Regions from separate parts of the Mus musculus genome. Here region 2 is linked to region 1. A link is a contact called in public promoter capture Hi-C data. All regions are on one chromosome and are shown on one strand. The core of a region is the stretch at or near the end of the contact, and the rest is flanking DNA. Distances in the headings are between cores, read along the strand shown.

Region 1 (4,047 bases), core at 636-3,135:
TAAAAAACATTAGTGTGGCTGGAGAAATGACTCAGCATGGAGAGTGCTTCCCGCTCTTCCAGAACTAACTTCAGTTCCCAGAACCCATATCAGGCGGCTCATGATGGTTTAAAACTCCAGCTCCAAGGGACCCATCGCCCTATTCTGACCCACACACATGCATACACTCACATAGGTGATTATATGAAGAGAACAGGAAGTACCCCCAGGAACTTCCTCAAATGAGGATGGAGATGCCCCCTACCTAACCACGTGGTCCACCCAGAACTCACCCAGCCGTGCACACACACTCTTATCTCATCAGACATGGGCAGGTAGGTGTTCCTTGAAAACTCTCTCTAGAGAAAGGTTTTGCCATCAACCAACCACGGCAGCTCACATCTGTAACCCTAACACTTGGAAGCCAAGGCAGGAGGATCATTGTAGGTTCCAGGCCAACCTGGGCTATACAATAAGATGCTACTTCAGATCTATACCCACTAAAGGAATCAGTTCATGATCTAGAATTTTTTAAAATTCATAATAAACCTGAACAGAAAATAAAGAGTGCAGAAAATAGCGAAAATGAATTTAACAAAATTTGTTTTGATGGAAGCATCCATATACCACAATAAATAGAGAGCCTACACAGAAATCTTCAAGATTCAGGTCACTACTCTGGGGCAGCCCTTTGCTTTTTCAAGAGTTGGTGGGAAGCTACAACCTGTCATAATACAAGAGAAGAAATAACAATCCTTGGATTTTCACTCTTACAAGCTCACTAGAGAAATCATACCCTAGTTCTTACCTAGAACTTCTTCATAATCGACCAAGTCAAACCACACGACAGCCACAGATGTCCAGACGCCGAGCAATGCAATGACCATGAACCATGTGAAAAAGGACCCTCCTGAAATCCCTCCTCTTCTCCCATTCTTGTGTCCTCCGTGCTTTGCCTCTGTGTGGAGAGAGAAAAATGGCATGTGTCATCACAGCGGAAGAAGATACTTGGCTGAACACCATTTTGACAGTAATTTGATAAATCATTTCAGAAACACGTTTTAACTAAATTCTCAAAGTGCACTCCATAAATTAATGACTCTGAACACGAGAAGCTTCTGCTTACTCAATCACCATGCTTAAATAATCTTAATTTTGAACACAAGCAAACTCCTGATTGGGTTACACTTTGGTTTTGCTTTTAAATAGAATTCCTCCCAAGTCCTTTGTCAAAAGAGTCTGCACGGCCACATGTCCTGCCTCTCGTGCTAATTAGCAGACACTGGTATGTCATCTGCCTTCCTGAAACTTCAGGTTCTTGCCTTCCTGTACCAAGGAAAATACTGGTCCCGTTTTGATATTTCTCACTGTTATCTTGTATTATCAAAAAATGTAAGTTTTCAACTAGCCAAAGCTGTTCAGTTTTCATTTTGCTACAGCATCCAAGTCTTTAGCAGGTGGCATGGACATGGGGACAGGCAATCTGTTTTGCCTTCCCCTTCTGTGGCTCTCCGTCCTACATGGCTCTCTAATCCCTGAATGGCTGTGCTGATCTTCCTGGTGCCTTACGGCTCTGCTGGCTCCTTTACTGGAAGCTGGCTTTTCCTGGTGCTGGTGAGTTGCTATTTTCTTATGGAGCGATATCTCTTGCCTACACGCAATCAGAAACCCACCCTAGAACCCTTGAAGTTCAGTGAGTATAAATTAAATGAAATCAAGAGGTGCCTATGGACCTTTTTCCATATCCTATTTACATTGTACACAGTCCTGAGTCATAACCGCCACAGAAGGAGACAATTCCCTCTAAAATTATGCAATATTGGGAAAGGTGAGAGAGAGGAGGTACAAAAACAGAAATCACAGACAAAAAGAAGCAATCCAGCCCAGTTCCATCTCCCTCCTCCAGGAGACCCAGTAGGGCGTGGGAAGGCAGGAAGCAGGCCTTGCCAACTGGACTCAATGCAGGAAACAGCTCTGTAAACTGCTGTTCACCAAGTGTCGTTTATCACGTTTGCTATGTTTTATGTGCCTTATAATCCTCCAGAAATATTCTTCTAATGGTCAAATAAACAGAAGTCACTGGTCATTACTAATAAAAAAAAGTCAATACTTTTTTATAAATTAGCATCATATTCACTTTTAAAAGAATGTTATATTCCACAATTATAAACAAATATACTTAGAAGGTTATATCATATCCCCAAAGGGCATCTGGGAAAAGGAAACCTTGCTCCATCTTACAGAAGGACAATGCCAGGTATGAGTGGCACTGTGGGCTCTTCCCACAGCACTGGCCCGAGCACTGCTACATACATGTGGCCCTCATGGCAACTTGCCCACATTTCTGCTAAAGGTATTTCTAGAGGCTTAAGCAGGACATTGTTCATTCTGTGCAACTGTTTCTCACGTGCCACAACATCCAACATGCTGAGTTTCCCCAGCCCAAAGGCAGAGGGGTCCCGGGATTATTCACCAGTATCCCTAAGCATCCCTTGCATGGGGCATTTCCTGCCTAGAAACCCCTGAATTCTCAAGGACAGGAATCCTCACCCTCATCGGCACTGCAAAGCTCAGGAAATGACCTCTGCGGTCCTAAGTCCTCAGCGTCTAAAGAGGGCTGACCTGCATGACTCGCATCTCCATCAGCTTTTACTCAGAACCCACCTTCTACCTCCACACATGCTACTAAAAGAACTAGCAGCTTCAGGCAATTAAATAATTCCAATGCATTACTCAGAAAGAGAACTGAAACTGTTTGTTAAAAGGATATTCTTTTCTTAGATTTATTTTATGCGTTATGAGTGTTTTGTGCACCATATGAGTGCTTGGTGCCTATAAAGGTCAGAAGAGGTCATCCGGAACTGGAGCTATGGCAGGTTGTAAGCTACTACGTGGGTGTGCCCAGGTCTTCTGCAAGAGCAACCTATGTTCTCACCAACTGAGCCAGTATTCCAATCCCAAGAATATTCACGTTTTAAATCCATTAGTAGATCACAACCTCAAGAGATCAAAAGACTAACTCAGTCTTAGTGTGTGTACACACTCAAACACATGTGTATACTTAAGTATATTCCTGTAACTACATTTATAAAATTATGGCTAAAGAAGATCTTTTATTGTTGGAGAACATGGTTTCTAATATTTTTAAAAGTCATAAATAATCACATTATAAAATTTAATAAATCATTAAAATAATACAAAATAAGCTATCTCTGGAATGTTTCAAAATGAGGGAAGAAATGACTAAGTCCTCGGAGCAGGAGGGCACCATCAATAGCAGTGTTCAGGGTTTAGTTTACTACACTTTTATAAACAGGAAGACATCTTCCTAAGCCATAAGAAAAGGCCCTTCTTAATCTTATATAACATCCAGAGAAGTCCATGATGGAGAGATGGCCCAGTGACCGAGTGTGCACCGCTCTCATGTTCACTTCCCAGGACCCACAGCAGTGGCTCACACCAGCCTGTAACTCAGCTTCAAAGGACTGCAAGGTCGCCAGCCTCTGTGTGAAGCTGAACTCATGTATGCACACCCATAACTAAAAAACAAAACTAAATCTTTCTTTAAAATGAAATACATTCAGTTAAAATCAATGATAAAACTACAATAAACTGGGTTCTTGTCTTATCTGTTCTTGGATATTCTGCCAGACACCACCTTTTCCTACTGTTCCTCATTAACTAAAATAGCAAATTGTTAAAAATACTTTATCCCTTTACAAAGTCAATCAGTGTGTTACTCCAGCATCATTAACCTTATTACTATTAATACTTGTTAGTTCCATAAAGGCTAAGAGCATTACATCATAGGAAAATCTTTCTATCAGCACTTCAAAGTCTTCCCTTTAAACATGCTCATGAGGAACGCTAAGCTAAGCATGTGCGGGGGCGGTCCCTTTGTGAATGTGCTGTGCCTAGTCCCCAAGGGCAGAAGATCTGGTTTCTGACTCAAGAGAACTGTGGTAAAGCAAATACTTGAGTTTCAAACTCCACGAACAAACTCAAAACCAGGATGTTGTCACAAAAATATTCTGGAAGAACACCAGCAGTTGATGCTATTTTCTCAGA
Region 2 (4,047 bases), core at 782-3,281, 1.6 Mb after region 1:
AAAACATACCATACTTCCCATTCTGAATGTATAAAGGCTTGTAAGTACCTTGTTTTACTTTTTAATTTATTTTTGGTTTTTCAAGACAGGGTTTTGCTGCCTAGCCTTGGCTGTCCTGGAACTCACTCTATAGCAGAGGCTGGCCTCAAACTTAAGAGGTCCCTTGCTTCTGCCATCTGAGTTCTGATCTTAAAGGTGTGCACCACCACTGCCAGCTTGCTATCTTAGTTTTCGTTGATTCAATCATTCTAATTTTGCTTTTCCTATGGCTACTCTGTTCACGTAATACTTAGATATGCCCACAGTACATTTTTAATGACGTACGTACACTAACTTATGCGGTTGGACTTATGATACTTAAGACCAATCCCATGTAAACGACAGCCCTCGTTTTCAGTGTATCCTGGCCAAGTTCACCTACATAGGCCACCAGTTGGCACTTTTAGGACAGTGTCTCACATAATCTAGGCTGGTCTTGAAGTCACTATGGAGCGGGGCTGTAGGCCATCAGTTTTACTTCCACTCAGATAACACACCTCTGCTTTCTTGCCATAACGGGTTAGATCTCAAGCTGTACAAGACGACAGCTCCAGCAAAGGGAGGTAACTCCCCCCCCCCCCCCCAGTCTTGATAAGCAATTATGGGTTGGGTGAACGCTCCTTAGGCCTAGACAAGGCACTGGGTCTCCTCTGATCCTGTCTACGTGTAAAGCTGGGAAAGTAAGCTTTAGCCGGTGTGAAGGACCATGCGAAGACCCGGGAAGTGTGACGAGGGCCTTCCTGGGCTCTTAACCACAGCGTGGCACAAAAGGCCCACCGCGGCCGGAGGCCTCCAGGTGCATCTCGGGAAGGGCCGGGCCGCGCGGCCGCTGTCCTTGGCGCCCTCGCACCGGCTCACTCCGGACCAGGATGGCTAAGCGCGGGACCGCCGGCCTGCGGGAGCCCTTCCTGCGCTTCCGCGGCCTGGGGGTGGTCTTTGTTCCCCAAGCGGCGTCGCGCCACGGGACTGTGTGTGCCGTGTCACCCGCAAGCCCGGCCTGAGGGTGCGCAGGGCGCCGAGAGGTAGTCGGAGCCCGGGGCTTAGGAGCGGCGCGGGGCGGCCCGCCACGTCCCGGCAGCGCTCGCAGGCGGGAGGCGCTCCCGCGCAGGCAGTTCGCGCGGGCTCCGCAGGGCGCGCTGGCTGCCGGGCAGGGCCGGGGCGGGGCGCGGCGCGGCGCGGCGCGGCCCGGGCGCGCACGTGGTGCGGACCGTCCTGCTCTCCGGCCAGGTCCCCAGAGCCTCGGCGCTCGTGCGTGCGGACGGGGAGGGCGCCCGCTGGAGTCCCGAGAGGTGGTCAGCGCCCGGAACAGGCGTCTGAGGAGAAAGGCAGCGCGCGGCGCCAATATTTCCCGCGCGGGCTCTGGGAGGGAGCCGTAGGCAAGAGCGGAGTGGCCGCTCGGCGGCGCGCGGGGACAAGGCTCCCACGTACCTCGTCCGGCCGCGCTGAGGCACCTTCCTGTGCGCCGCCGCCCGCTCGTCGCCCGGCGGATGGCTCCGGCTCCGCACGTGGCGGGCGGCGCGCTCCGGCGTGTTTACATTCTGCGGCCGCTCCACGTTGTGCTGCCGTCCTCTCCTGCCATTGGCCGGCTCCTCCCGGAGGGGTGGGCCCTAGGCTCCCGCTCCCCGTGCCTCTGAGGAGACTTGGGGTTCCCCACCCCAGCCCTCCCAAGGCCTCTGCCAAAACGCGGAGCCGAACCGTAGCCTGACACTCCGAGATCTAAGAGCCACCGTGAGGGGGCCCGGCGCGAACTGGAAGGCGTGCGGGAGCCTGTGGTGGGCAACCAGCATGGGGGAGGAGCCTCTGAGCCGTGCAGCCGCGGCGCGCGCAGGTGAAGCGCCGAGAGGGGCGGAGGAGCACGGTCCAGGAGGGCAGCCGTACGGCCACTCGGCGCCCGCCCGCCCGCCAGCCCGTCCGCGCGCACTGAGGGCAGGGCGCGGCGCGCGCGGGCGAGCTGGGCGGGCGCGGGTGGGGGAGGGGAAGGCGCCGGCCGAGGTGTCAGTCTGCGGCGCATGCGTGCGGGGCGGTCCGGGCCCGGCCTATATATTGAGTTGGCGCCGGCGCCAGCTGAGCCGAGCTGTGGAGGGTCTGGCGGTGAGGAGGTATTGGGGACAGGGGCATGCGGGAGCTAAGGGAACCACGTCTGGCGGGAGCCATGGGAGAGGAAAAATGGGGGGCGGGGGTGGGACAAGAAGTAGGAGACTGGAATTCAGGGGTTCCCGAGGTTGGTCCCTGTCAGGATTCTTGTCAGGAGGCCAAGCAGAGGCAGGGGATGGAGTGTGTCCCCAAATGAGAGGCCACGGCAAAGCTTCTCTGGGAGCTTCTCTGTCCATCCTCACTTGGGGAAGGTCTCCCGCGCGAGAGGATTAAGGTGGGATCACTTCACGGAGAGATTCTTAAGCACGGTTTTCTCCTTTAATTCCCCCCCCCCTTTCCTTCTGCTCTTCTGGAATTGGGGTCCCGTCACCCCTGCAAGCGACACTGCCCGCCGGGTGGGGCTGGGAAGGAGGGAAAGGAGCCTGGAGGACGTGACACCAGAAGGTTCCCTCCACCCCCTGCTTCCCCGCCACAGCCGCTCTCCAAATTGGCGCGGAACCGGCTTCTCCACAGCCCGCTCTTGGAGGCTCGTCCAGGCGCCTGGCGGCCGAGGCCAGGACGTGCCTTTCCCACCCTGGTTGTCCTGGGGAGTGCATGAATGGCCCAGATGATCATCTAAGGGTGCTAGGGGACTTTGCAAATTCCTGAACGCACTCGCGTTCCCAGTGTACAGTTAAGGAAATGAAAGCATGAATGTAAAATTACTGAGATAGCGAGTGTATTTCAGAAAATAGTGCAGTGTTTTATTTTTAAAGGTTTAGGCCACCTTCTAGTAACGTTAGTTGGTAACTTCTGAATCAGTTTTAATTTGGAACTTGAAGATTATGGATGACTATGTTCTTGATTTTGTTTTTCTTCTCCCCTATTTAGAGGTTTCATAGTCCTTGAAGAGAATGTCAAGACGCAGGTAACAGTGTTAGTCTTGGAGACATGTTTCAAAATTAGCTGCTGCTTTTGAAATATATGACGTACTAATTAAGCTTCCTTTCTACAATTCATCACAGTAGCCGTTTACAAGCTAAGCAACATGCCCAGCCCAACCAGCCAGACTCTCCGCAAGAAACCCAGATAATTCAGGCCAAGAAGAGAAAAACAGCACAGGTGATTTAAGGAAAAAGAGGGAGAAAGGGAAAAATATTCCTTGCTGAAACCTTAGTTTACATGTTCTTTTCTATTCTTCAGGATGTCAAAAAAAGAAAAGAGGAGATCACCAAGAAGCATCAGTATGAGATTAGGGTAATGCAGAACTGGACAGGGTGGGCTGGGGAAGAATAAGAGTGGAATCATGTGTTATTGCCTTATAGTGGGAAGATTCTGATACTTTAGAGGTGAACTTGAAGGAGGTTCATATAAGCCTGAGTCCTACAGCTGCAGTGTAGATGGCTTAGAAGCAGCTGGTTCCCTTTGGTAAATCCCTCCCTTTTGGAGCTGGCTGGTATACTAGGTCTGCCTATATACTGCTCTTTGTTCATTTTCAGACTACAGTGGAGGGCCCTAATAGCTAATGAGTGGCATAAAAAGGATGTGAGATCACTGTCAGTTTGGCAACCCGGCTTTGGGATCCCTTCCTATGTGTTTACTTGGAGATGGTAATTCTTTCAAAAAGATTCTCTAAGTGATTCCACTTGACTAAATTTTTTGATGTTTTCACATTCAAGTATTAGAAAACACGTTAAAAAGAGCTATTTTTTAAAAAAGTATCCTTGCTAGAATTTCTAGATTCAGAGAACTAGTCTTAAAATTATTTCACTTTACATTAAAATGCATGTTATTATTTCAGTACATTAAGTATTGTATTACCTTGTATTACCAGGCTTCGTTATCTAACTTAAGAAGACTAATATGAATTATATGGCTTTAAAAATAAAATACAGGGCTGGGCGTGGTGGCGCATGCCTTTAATCCCAGCACTTG

What was found. Promoter capture Hi-C pulls out the DNA fragments that hold promoters and counts their contacts.
Region 2: a promoter capture Hi-C map of hippocampal neurons shows a contact between it and region 1, with 2.9 times the contacts expected there. The contact joins the promoter of Ccne2 here to the enhancer-like site in region 1. A contact is called at or near these places in 2 of 39 promoter capture datasets (hippocampal neurons and liver).

What each region holds. Positions count from the first base shown.
Region 1 is chr4:9,638,411-9,642,457 of GRCm38.p6, forward strand. It overlaps Asph (aspartate-beta-hydroxylase), which reads right to left. Exons shown (of 24, transcript NM_023066.3): 2 at 788-937. Among named protein-coding and RNA genes, the nearest start is that of Asph, 29 kb to the right of the region's middle. Within about 2 kb of position 1,886, at least 27 of the 459 cell types and tissues checked have an H3K27ac peak or open chromatin away from gene starts, as enhancers often do. A contact at or near this core is called in hippocampal neurons, where this site is marked.
Region 2 is chr4:11,189,678-11,193,724 of GRCm38.p6, forward strand. It overlaps Ccne2 (cyclin E2), which reads left to right and starts at 2,032. Exons shown (of 12, transcript NM_001282943.1): 1 at 2,032-2,138; 2 at 3,004-3,040; 3 at 3,138-3,234; 4 at 3,316-3,369. The coding sequence starts at 3,027. It overlaps A630034I12Rik (a long non-coding RNA gene), which reads right to left and starts at 1,553. Exons shown (of 3, transcript XR_001784240.1): 1 at 1,468-1,553.